3 separate regions of the Mus musculus genome follow, and all the other regions are linked to region 3. The links are chromatin contacts, called in public HiChIP or PLAC-seq and promoter capture Hi-C maps. All regions are on one chromosome and are shown on one strand. Each heading gives the region's core, a stretch centred on a gene start, on an enhancer-like site or on the middle of the called end of the contact. The rest is flanking DNA. Distances are from core to core; before and after follow the strand shown.

The links. Promoter capture Hi-C pulls out the DNA fragments that hold promoters and counts their contacts. HiChIP or PLAC-seq counts read pairs in DNA pulled down with a chosen protein or histone mark.
Region 1: a promoter capture Hi-C map of embryonic stem cells shows a contact between it and region 3. The contact joins the enhancer-like site here to the promoter of 1700021L23Rik in region 3. A contact is called at or near these places in 15 of 39 promoter capture datasets (the 3T3-L1 cell line, the C10 cell line, HPC-7-derived erythroid cells and 8 more), 1 of 484 Hi-C or Micro-C datasets (nephron progenitors), 1 of 115 datasets of contacts at active chromatin or transcription factors (embryonic stem cells) and 1 of 9 other capture datasets (embryonic tail).
Region 2: an H3K4me3 HiChIP or PLAC-seq map of embryonic stem cells shows a contact between it and region 3, with 17 read pairs. The contact joins the promoter of Fhl3 here to the promoter of 1700021L23Rik in region 3. A contact is called at or near these places in 9 of 39 promoter capture datasets (cranial neural crest, embryonic stem cells, epiblast stem cells and 4 more), 1 of 15 datasets of contacts at CTCF or cohesin (embryonic stem cells), 1 of 484 Hi-C or Micro-C datasets (nephron progenitors) and 5 of 115 datasets of contacts at active chromatin or transcription factors (embryonic midbrain and embryonic stem cells).

What each region holds. Positions count from the first base shown.
Region 1 is chr4:124,611,912-124,615,367 of GRCm38.p6, reverse strand. All of the region lies in intron 1 of Gm2164 (predicted gene 2164), which reads left to right. Among named protein-coding and RNA genes, the nearest start is that of Gm2164, 44 kb to the left of the region's middle. Within about 2 kb of position 1,742, at least 17 of the 459 cell types and tissues checked have an H3K27ac peak or open chromatin away from gene starts, as enhancers often do. A contact at or near this core is called in embryonic stem cells, where this site is marked.
Region 2 is chr4:124,699,406-124,702,938 of GRCm38.p6, reverse strand. It overlaps Fhl3 (four and a half LIM domains 3), which reads right to left and starts at 2,240. Exons shown (of 6, transcript NM_010213.3): 1 at 2,088-2,240.
Region 3 is chr4:124,330,853-124,334,741 of GRCm38.p6, reverse strand. It overlaps 1700021L23Rik (RIKEN cDNA 1700021L23 gene), which reads left to right and starts at 2,022. Exons shown (of 5, transcript NR_166446.1): 1 at 2,022-2,539.

The sequences.
Region 1 (3,456 bases), core at 493-2,992, 280 kb before region 3:
GTCTAAGGTCTTTCAGGGATCAGGATCCTGGAGAGGAGAGAATTTGCTGCATTTGTTGGAGTTGGGCCTGTGTCAGCAGCGTAAGCCCTCTACAGCCACTCTGCAGATGGGATGATGGCAGCCTGGAGGGCACTTACACAAGAGTCAGGAAGTAGGACAGGCTCACAACCTTCGCAGGCTGAGGTTGGAGTCGAGTGAGTTCGGCCTGAGCCACACAGTGAGCGTCTGTCTCAAGACAAACAGAACCCAGCAATACTCCTGGGTGGTCAGCTCAGACCTGTGGGGAGGAGGAGGTGTTTTGGGGAGGATAGATGCTTGCCATCTCTATCCTCCTGGTTTCTAGGTCCTTCAGTTAGAAGTTGTTTTCAGTGCTTGGTCTGATGTGAGGTGGACTGTCTGGACCCGGGCTCTCCTGTCCTCTTCTCATTGGGATTTGCAGTATTGTGAACAGCTTGTGTTTTTTTGCAAACTGTGGACTTACAAAGTCCTGGTTGTAGAGGGAAAGAGCTGGGTATTTGTTTGTTCTGTTTTCCAAGACAGGGTTTCACTATGGAGCTCTTGGCTGACCTGGAACTCACTATGTAGACTAGGCTAGCCTCTACCTCTGGAGTGTTGGGATTAGAGGTGCGAGCCATCCTGCGTGGTAAGACCTGCATTTTTAGTTTCATGTCAATGTCAGATGCATAGTTTTGGGAGCTCAGGGTCCTCTTCCTGTTTATTTATTTATTTGTTTATTTGTGTGTGTGAGAGACAGGGACACACACACACACACACACACACACACACACACAGAGAGAGAGAGAGAGAGAGAGAGAGAGAGAGAGAGAGAGAGAGAGAGACTAGGTACCTAGGTAGCCCTGTCTGGCTTGAAACTTGCTATGTAGATCAAGCTGACCTCTAACTCACAGAGATCTGTTTTCTGGAGTGTGAGGAATGTCAACTCTCCTGTTCCCAGCCTGCCCCAAAGGAAGGAAAAGTGAGAGGCTCTAGTGGTGTCAAATGCCTTGGGAAGCTTGGGGTGTGGCTTAAGCTAGGTCCTAGGAGACAATGGGCTCTCCAGAGGGAAAAGTTGAGATCAGGGGAAACAGGCACTTAGAAGGAGTGTAAGAAGGAGAAATGGAGAGATGAAGGCAGACAGTCCCACAAGAGGCAGCAGAATCCCCGGAGCTAGGATAGGACAGGGGGCAAAAGGCAATCAACCAGAGACTGAGACTGAGGGGAGGGGAGAGGAGGGGAGGGGGGAAGAGTGGGGAGGAGAGGGGAGGGGAGGAAAGGGGAGGGGAGGGGAGGGGGAAGAGAAGAGAGGAGAGGGGAGGACAGGGAAGGAGAGGAGAGGAGAGGAAAGGAGAGAGGAGGGGAGGGGAGGGGGAATAGTGGGGAGGGGAGAGGAAGAGAGGGGAGGGGAGGAGGGGAAGGGAAGAGATAGGAGGTGAGGACAAGGAAGGAGAGGAAAGGAGAGGGGAGGGGAGAAGAGAGAGGAGGGGAGGAAAGGGGACTGTCTTTGGGAAGGAGACTCAAACTGTCTGGGGCTCTGGGACTGTTGTGTCCGGCATGGGACCACATGAGACTACATGGGACCACACTTCCCAGGACAGAAAAGTTGAGCCAGCCAGCACAGGTGCTGCCTACATCCTGGTACCGCCTTCATCCAGTTCCCTGGACCTGCTCCCTGCATCCAGTCTAAAAAGTGTGGGACTGCGCTCCAGAGGCCTGGGCCCTGCCCCCCAGCTCCCTAGCACCTGGGTTGGGCATTTGCTTGTTGTAGCTGTCACTGCCCTTGGGTCTCCCTCTCCTAGAGCAGCCACAGTGGGTCCCAGGGGTCTGGAGACAACAAATGACTCCCTGCTGATGGGCTCGCTGCCTCCTGCCCGCCAACCCATTCTGCCATTCTGCTATGCACAGGCAGGTAATCATGCAAGGCCAGGGAACCTCTCCCTGCCCGTGGGGGTGTGATTTAAACCTGAACTCAGCTTCACTTCCTCTCATCCCCTGGGAAGCAAGATTTATTCTCTGAGTTGCTGGAAGCCTGCGTGTACACACACACACACACACACACACACACACACACACACACACCAAGGTAGATGCTCACGTGTTGCAGATTCCTCACTGATGCTGGCTTGTGTGTGAATACTTCTGTACAAATGTGCCCACTCCTTTCCAATCCACACGCGTGCCAGTTTTACCCGTGATGCATGTAGATGCAGATGTAGCTCCTGACCACAGGCTAAGGGAAGAGGGAAGCCAATGGTTGATTAAAACAGCCAGGGATAGAGTGGGATGGGAGAGGGATGGAGGACACTGCACTTGTCAGAGACCCTTCACATTTCATCTGTCCTGTAGCATGAAGGACATGGAGATTGGTCTCTTGCTTGAATATGTGTTCCTGTGTGTGAGCTTCTTTCTATTATTGGTTTGTTTCTGTGTGTGTCACAGCGTGCAAGTGGAGTCCAGAAAATAATTTGTGAAGGTTGGTTCTCTCCTTTCACTGTGTGTGCCTCGGCAGCCTTGGCAGCAAGCACCTTCATCCATTTTGTGGGTCCTAAATCTCTTTTTAAAATATAACTTTTTTTGTTTTACTTTTTTTTTTTAGATTTATTATTATATGTAAGTACACTATAGCTGTCTTCAGATGCACCAGAAGAGAGCATCAGATCTCATTACGGGTGGTTGTGAGCTACCATGTGGTTGCTGGGATTTGAACTCAGGACCTTCAGAAGAGCAGTCACTGCTCTTACCCGCGGAGCCATCTCGCCATCCCCTAGTTTTACTTTCTTTTTTCTTTTTTTTTTTTCTTTTTTCCGTTTTTTCCAAGACAGGGTTTCTCTGTGCCTGGCTGCCCTGGAACTCACTCTATAGACCAGGCTGTCCTCGAACTCAGAAGTCTGCCTGCCTCTGCCTCCCAAGTGCTGGGATTGAAGGCATACACCACCACTGCCTGGCAAATGTGTAGCCCAGGCTGGCCTCAAACTCGTGATCCTCCTGCCTCAGCAAATCCTATGCCACCACAACCGGCTTGTTTTGTCTTTTTGTTTTTCCTCCCCATACCACATGTCCCCTCATCCCCCAAAGACAGGGTTTCTCTGTGTAGCCCAGGCTGTCCTGGAACTTGCTCTGTAAACCAGGCTGGCTTTGAACTCAGAGTTCCTCCTGCCTCTGACTCCTGAGTGCTGGGATTAAAGATATGGACCAACACACCTGGCACTTATTTTTAACCCCCCTCCCCCATGTGTGTGGGTGTACCTGTGTTTGTATAAGACATGGTGTAGAGGTCAAAGGACAATCTTTCTTTCCTTCTACTGTGTGGTTCCCAGGGATGGATCTCAGCCTGTCAGGTTTGGTGGCAAGCGCCCTTATCTACTGAGCCATCTCGCCAGCCCTCTGTGTGCATTTCGGTGAGTGTTTGCAAGCATGATGCCTTTGTTGAATGCTGAGGCTGACTGTGACATGGGGCAC
Region 2 (3,533 bases), core at 991-3,490, 370 kb before region 3:
ATAAATATTAAAAAAAAAAAGACACACACACACACACACACACACAGAGTGAACTTCTCAGAGCTGAGTGGCAGGATATCTTTCTGTATGGTGTCCAGTGGATAACAGCTTGCTTGAGTCACAAAAAATACACCTGACTTGAAATCCTGTGACCTTGGGTATACAGTTTTCATTCCCTGAGAGTATAGGTGCAACCAGTTAAATGAGATACTATTACTACCTCCCTCTCCTAGGACAGCTGTCAAGCTAAAATGTGATAATCCCCATGACAGCTTCTGTAATAAGTCTGTAGTAAACGCTAATCACTGTAAGTAAACGCTAGTCACTTGTATTTTTACAACAAGCCCCTCAACTCCTACTGGAGCCAAACAGTGGTAGTCTCAGGTAGGCCCGAAGCAAGAGTTAACCTGGGATGTGACCTTGGGAGTCTTAGTGAAGTCTGAGGGAACCACTGGTACACATCGTAAGCTCTAGCCCAGCCAGTGGGATACCAGGGTGGGGTGGGGGGGACTTTAAAGACCTTAGAGATGGTTAGTTCCCAGGAGCACATACTTGCTAGATTCCTTGTCATCTACAAAATACACACCCCACGACCACTGCATCTCAGCTTACGAAAAGGAAGGACAGAGTATAGGTCCCCTTTAGAGCTCAGTACAAGATACCAGGGGCAGGCTAGGGGCATGGCCAAGGCTGTTCAGCAATTGGAGCAGAAGTGTCCTATCCATCAGAGGGGAACTCTGCCTAGAAATGCTTTGGTAGTGGTGGAAGGGGCAGTCATCCTTTGGGGGGGAGGGAGGGCGAACAGGAGATACACTAGAGCTGGCTGTCTTCCCCGGCTGCCAGCCTGCCATTGGAAGACACCCAGAAGTCTTTCCAATTACCCATGCCAACTGCTCAACCCTTTAGTATATCCCCCTTCCCCGCCTCCCGCAACCCCCCCCCCCCGCCCATCCCAAGTCCAGGAGGACCCTGGCCAGACCCCACAGCTGTAACTCAGAGAAGACCCCTCCCCCTTGACAAGAGACTTAGGGGAGAAATTAGAGCCCCCCCCCAACCAGGCACCAATCCCAAACTCTCCACTGCCCCTCTTCCCCACAGGGCCTGGAAGTCAAAGCAGTTTAGGGCGAAGGGAGCAGATCCTGCAGCTGCTCCGAGAACAGGAGAGGGACATTTCATTCACCCCAGAGTCCCCTAGGGCTGAAGCAGAGCGTCCAAGATTTGAGTTTAAAAATAAGTTGGCGCTGTCTTAGTGGCTGTGTGTGTATGGGGCTCTCTCTCTCTCTTCAGCTCAGCTTTACAGCCTCAGGTCCTCTGCCTCCTGGGGGATGGGCTGGCTAAGAGTCAATTTCCCCCTAGCCTTGCCTCCACCCTTTCAAGCCTGGGGCAGCTGTCAGTGAACACACTAGGTGTCTCTCCTCAGCGAACTCTAGCCTCCACTCCGTACCTCTCAGTACCCTTGAGCTTAGTCAGTACCCGTCTTTGTGTTTGGGTGAAGGTGTTCCTGTATCTCTGGAGCTGTGTCCCAGTAGGGCCTCCACTCTGGGGATCTCTATCCCTGTTCATATCCAAGTCTTGGTCTCTCTCGACGTCTCTATGTCTCTGACCTGAGAGTCTCTTTAGGCCTCCGGGAGGCAGATTTAGCGCTAGTCTAACAAGCTCCAGCCTCGGGGCCCTCCAAGGCCCTGGGAAGGGTGCTAGCAATGAGTTCCCTGGGGCCATACATTTGCTTCTTAAAATGCTCCCCAGAACCCGGGTCCCCGCCGTGCCTCGAGAAGTTCATCCGGCCATTCTCTGCCCTCGTTGGAGTGGTCCCGGTAGCCTCCTGGGGCGCGCGTCCTTGTCTGTTCTACCAGGCTCCCTAAGAGCCTCAGTTTCTCCAACCCTGCTGATCTCTGTAGCTTTTCTAGTTCAAACTTGGTCCCCACCCCTTGCAACTCTGGCGGTCCCCGCCCGGCCGGGAGGCGCGGAGCGGTGGGGTCCGTGCAGGCGCGTGGGGTCCCGAATTCGGGATGCCCCAGCAGAAGACAGGGGTGAGGGGCCCAGAGAGCGACCCTGGTCCGAGCGCAGCTGGGGCGGGGGACTCTCACCTCGAAGCGGGCGCGGGAGCTGGGCGCGCGCGGCGTGGGTGGGGCGGGAGCCGATCGCCCGGCGGCTCCTACCTGTGGGCCAGGCGGAGGGGGGCCGAGAGAGCAGCGGCGAGGTAGCCGGCTGCGACTGACTGTGTGGGCGAGTGGGCGCGCGGCCCTAAGCCTCCGAGGAAGTGCTCGGGCCCGCCCCGCCCGGACCCCGCCCCCGGGCCCCCAACCCGCCCGCAAGGGCCAGACCCCGCCCCCTCCTGCCTGCGGCGAGCCCAGCCCAGTCGAACCTGGTGCTCTGACCTCCTCGACCACTCCTTGCTCGCCCCCTGCAGCTTAACCCGCCTCCTGCGCCCTTCGGACCCCGGGGGACGGCTGGAAGCGATCTCAGGCCAGGGGTGCAGAGCTCCTAGGACTAGCTAGAGTCCATCTGGAGACCAGACCTCCCTTCCTCTTTTCCCTCTAGCTCATCCCCAGATGTTACACTAAACCTTAGCTTGGGAAGGAGGCCTTAATCCAGCCGGCTGGAGGCGTGGTTTTGATTCTGCCTTACCAGCGGAGATCAAGGTTTTTTTTTTTTTTCTAGAAACTTGGGCTAAAGAGAGCGAGCCTTTATCCTCCTCAATTTCAAAGGGCTTTATTCTATAAGCGACTGGCGAAAGCACAGGCAACAACCTCCCCATCCTCAACTGTGCCCTGGCACTGAGGTTTCTATAGTGCCCAGGAATAGTTTTGACCTTTGAGGCTCAGGGAGACCCTAATCCTCGGCCTCCCTGGCTTTGGGTTTCTCGAGAGGGTGTGTGAACAGTGCGAGTGGTTGGTGCAGGCAGGGGTGGTTAAGAAGGGAGGGAACTTGTGCAGTTTTTGATCCTCCAGCTTCTACCCTATTCCGGGAAGGGAGGACTAGTGTCTGCCAGGGACACGAGGCCCATCCAGGTCCTTGAGGCCACCCCCCTTGGGATCCTCAGGCTTGTCACTAGGAATAAATAGCCTTGATCTGGAGGGCGGGGTGGGGGTGGGGGAGCTCTGTTGTGCTGTTTGCAAAACAAGAGACAACAAACTAACCCTGGTAATAACCTTTGCGTCTCGGGGATGATTCAGATGTCCAGAGAGGCCCCCCCTAATTCAAGGCTGCATCCAGCCTTGCTAGCATTTTGGGGATTAAGACCCTTCAAGGCTGGTGTGGCGCCTTCCCTTCTGTATCAGGGGTCTGGTTGCTAGGTCCTAAGACAGCCTCTAGGCCAGGTTTTCTTTCAGAGTTAAAGGATTGCTTAAATGTTGTTGATTCTTAAATTGCAAATGCCACGAGGGCAGAGGTTGGGTCGGTTTTTTTTTTTTTTTTTTTTCACTACTGCATTCCCAGTATCTACTCCAGTGTTTGACCTGCAGTAAATGAGGGATGAATGTCACACACTGCTTTCATTTGGACCCCCTGCCACTCCCTGCCAGGCACCTACT
Region 3 (3,889 bases), core at 773-3,272:
CCCATGACAGGGGAGTTGGAGCTGAAACCTTTTTACCTCATACTGACTCAGAAGCAAAAAGCAAGAAAGAACCAGAGCCTTACTATCTCCTCCAAGGACATTTTCCAATGGCTTAACTTACTCAGCTTTGGGAGACATTCCATATCCAAACTGTGGTCTACCAGACAATCAATTCGCTTTTAAGGACATACATAGATTGAAAGTGAAGAGAAGAGAGCAGGTATGGCTGTTTCTTTCTTAATTAAATTTCTTAGGCAGTTGTACAGATGTTCACAATGCATGCTGTCAGCTCTCATGCCCACCTCCCAACCATCCCTGTGCATCCTACCTCCTCCCCACAAATCTCTCTTACACATTTTGTTTTTGTGACTCACTGAGAGGAACCAGGGTCATGTGTGTGTCCATGGGTTGAGCGCTATCCACTGGAGCCTGGTGGGATCACATGGAGCAATGGGCATACAGCTAAAGATGGTGGGGGTGTGAGACTGTCAATGTTTTGCCAATGTTGGTAAAAGAAATTGAGGATTTCGTGTGAAGTTAAACACATACATTCTCTATGATCTGGCAATTCTACTGTGCATTTAACCATATGTTCACAATTGTGTCTTCATTTAAACACATGCCTCATTTGTGGGAGAATATTCAGAGTGGCTTTATTCATAATAGCCCCAAATTGGAAGCAACCCAGTGGTCCACAGATAGGGGAGTGGATAAACAGACTGTAATATGTTAATAAAACTGACTACTGTTTGGAGTAGAAGAAACTACTGTCCTGTCTGGCAATGTGGATAAGTATAGAAATGCCATGTGGGTAAAGGAGCTTGTTAAAAATATAGCATGGGCTCCATGACCATGCTTGTAAACTATTCTAGAACAGGCTAAGCCATGACCATAGAAACCAGAATGGTGGACCCTTCCAGGGACAGACTATTGTTACTTAGTGTTCTTCAGAGAAAGAAAACCAATGGCAAGGAATATGAGAGCTACAGTGCTACATTGTCTCAAACATAGCAAACACACAGCTGGGCTGCAGTCTCACAAAGTCCAGTACCAGCTGAGCCAGGAGACCTGCTAGCTGCCAATGAAAGAGGTTATGAGTGAGAGAGGCCAAGGATGTAGACTCGGTGTGAAGCTGACCGCCAGAAAGCTTTCCAGTGAACCACCCATGAAGCTAATCTTGTTCAAAGGCTGATGAACCTGGAGTCTATCCACCACGATGACAGCAACAGCAATGTCTAGAAGGGGATCATGGGCCTGGAAGCTAGTTTTGCTCATCTTTCTTTTTTATTATTAGAATTATTTAAAAAATTTAAAATTATATGTGCCTGCCCGTGTCTGTCTGTCTGAGAGAGAGAGAGAGAGAGAGAGAGAGGGAGAGAGAGAGAGAGAGAGAGAGAGAGAGAGAGAGAGAGAGAGAGAGCAGAAACACTCAGGTATCCATGGAATCCAGAAGAGGATGTTGGATCCCCCAGAACTGGAGTTATAGGCAGTTGTGAGCTGACTGACCTGGGTACTGGGAACTAAACTCTTAACTCCTCTGTAAGAGCAGTAAGTGCTCCTAATTGCTGAGTCATCTCATCTTTGCTGAGTCATCTCTCCAGACCCTTCTACTTTTTGTTGTTTCATCCAAGCCCTCAGCCTATTGCCTGCCATTCAGGTTCAGGGCAGATCACTTCCTCCACAGTTCCCTGACTCACACGCTGATCTCTGCAAACACCGTTACAGACACTCCCAGAAGTATGCTTTATCAATATAATAAATAGGCATCTTTCAATCCAGTCACATTGATAACTGAAGTTAACCACCACACACAGGACAAAGGAGCTCCCTGCAGAGTCAGGAATATTAATGCTAGGATGGAGGTCAACTGGTCCTGTGTGTTCAAACCCCACAAGGTGCTCTCATCAGGAATCTTAACACAACAACACAACAGACATTTACTCCTAGCGACTGGAAGTCCCAAACACCGGTAGGTGGGATGGGACCTGGAATCACCATGGAAACACCTCTGGGCATGTGTATGAAGGCATTTCAGGAAAGGTTTGATGATAAGAGAAAGGTCACTTAAATGTGGGCACCACCATCACAAATCCCACGGACTGCGGTCCCGTGCTGAGTAAAAGACAGGAAGTCGACTGAGGACCAGCATCCCCCACGCTCTGCTTCCTGCCTGGGGATGCAGTGCGGCTCCACTCATCTGTAGTTCCGCCTCCCACCTTGCTCCCCTTGATTCACGGTCCCCTTAAACTTCGAACCAAAGCGAACCCTTTCCTTAGGTTGCTGTTGGACAGGAACCTGGCTACAGAGGGATGACTCTTCTGGAGCATCCCCTCAGGGTAGGAGTCAGGGAGGATGCGCCGCCGGCTAAGGCTTCAGTTCTTGGTGGCCTTGGCTTGCGGATGCTGCCCCATGCTCTCTGATCGATACCCCATGTTCGCATGCCCGGTCCTCTTTCCAGGGACACCACATTGGCTGAGGACCTACACCTGTGAGCTGATCTTAACTTGATCAGCCCTGCCCAGAAGGACCCTGTTTAAAGGTAAATTCACATTCATAGGAAGTAGGACTTATCTTTTTTGGGGGTGGGGGTGGGGGAGGGGTGGGACAACTAAACCATAACACACAGGCATTTATCTATCAAAACCAAACTTATGAGAGGGGAATCTGTGACCTTGGCTTGGTGATGAGTTTTTAGATATAACACCCAAAAAACATGATCCGTGAAATAAAAAACTGATAAGTTGGATTTTATTAAAATTAATAACTTCTGCTCTGTAAGAGGGACTGCTGCGGGGAAAATATTTTTTTAAAAAAATATTTATCTAATAAAAGGCTAGTATCTAAAATAACAAGTCTTTACGTTTTTTCACATTTACATTTTTCATGAATTCTTTTTTATTTCTCCAGAGGACAACTTGCTGGAGATTGTCCTCTCCTTCCACTGTGGGTCCCACCCAGGGATTGAACTCTGGTCATTGGGTTTGGCGGTTGACGCCTTCACCTGCTGAGCTACCTCACTGGACTCGTGATTTAACACAGATGTCTCCTCTATGAAGGCAATCCCAACAAAGCATACGGAAAGATGTGAATTGGAGCCATCCTCTGTCACTAGAGGACTGAAGTCAGAACACAGCCATGACTGTAGGAATATGCATACTTAGCAGAATGGACGGGTTAAACAATCAAATAAATACAAGGGCAATTTCCTGTGCTGGAGAGGATCCAGGCAACAGGAACCCAGAGACTGACCATAGATGCCCTTTGGAGGACTCACAGAGCTCACTGTGGCCTTGCCAACAGTTCTTGGCTGTTCCCCACAATAAAATCTTCCCACAAACACCCAGGGCAGCATTATTTACAGCCAGCAAAACTGGAAAAGCCGAGTGTCATTCAGCCGATTAATTCATGCACACACGGTGGTTCAGTCCTGTAATGGAATATTATTTAGTGGTGAAAAGGCTTGAGGTACCAAGGCATTTTTAAAAAAATGAATCTTTGAAAAAAAAACACTTATTTAAAAATCTTTAATCCAAAAGAGGTTTTACATTTGTATATTTACCTGTACAACTACAAATATGCGGCATCCATATGAGTTCATGTGTGTGGGCACCTGTGTGGAAGTCAAAGGACACACTGTAGAAGTCCCTTCTCTCCTTCCACCATATGGTTGCTGGGACTTACGTCATCAAACTTGGTAGCAAGCACTGTTACTATGTAAGCCTTCTTGCCAGCTCTACCTTAAAATCGTGCTTGTTGGTTTATTTCTTTAGTGTATTTGTGTGGTTGTGTACACGGTGTTTTGTGTGCGGTCAGAGGACAGTTTGTGATAGCTGATTTTCTCCTACCCTGTGGGTCTCAGGAACTGAACTCAGGTTGTCAAGCGTGGTGG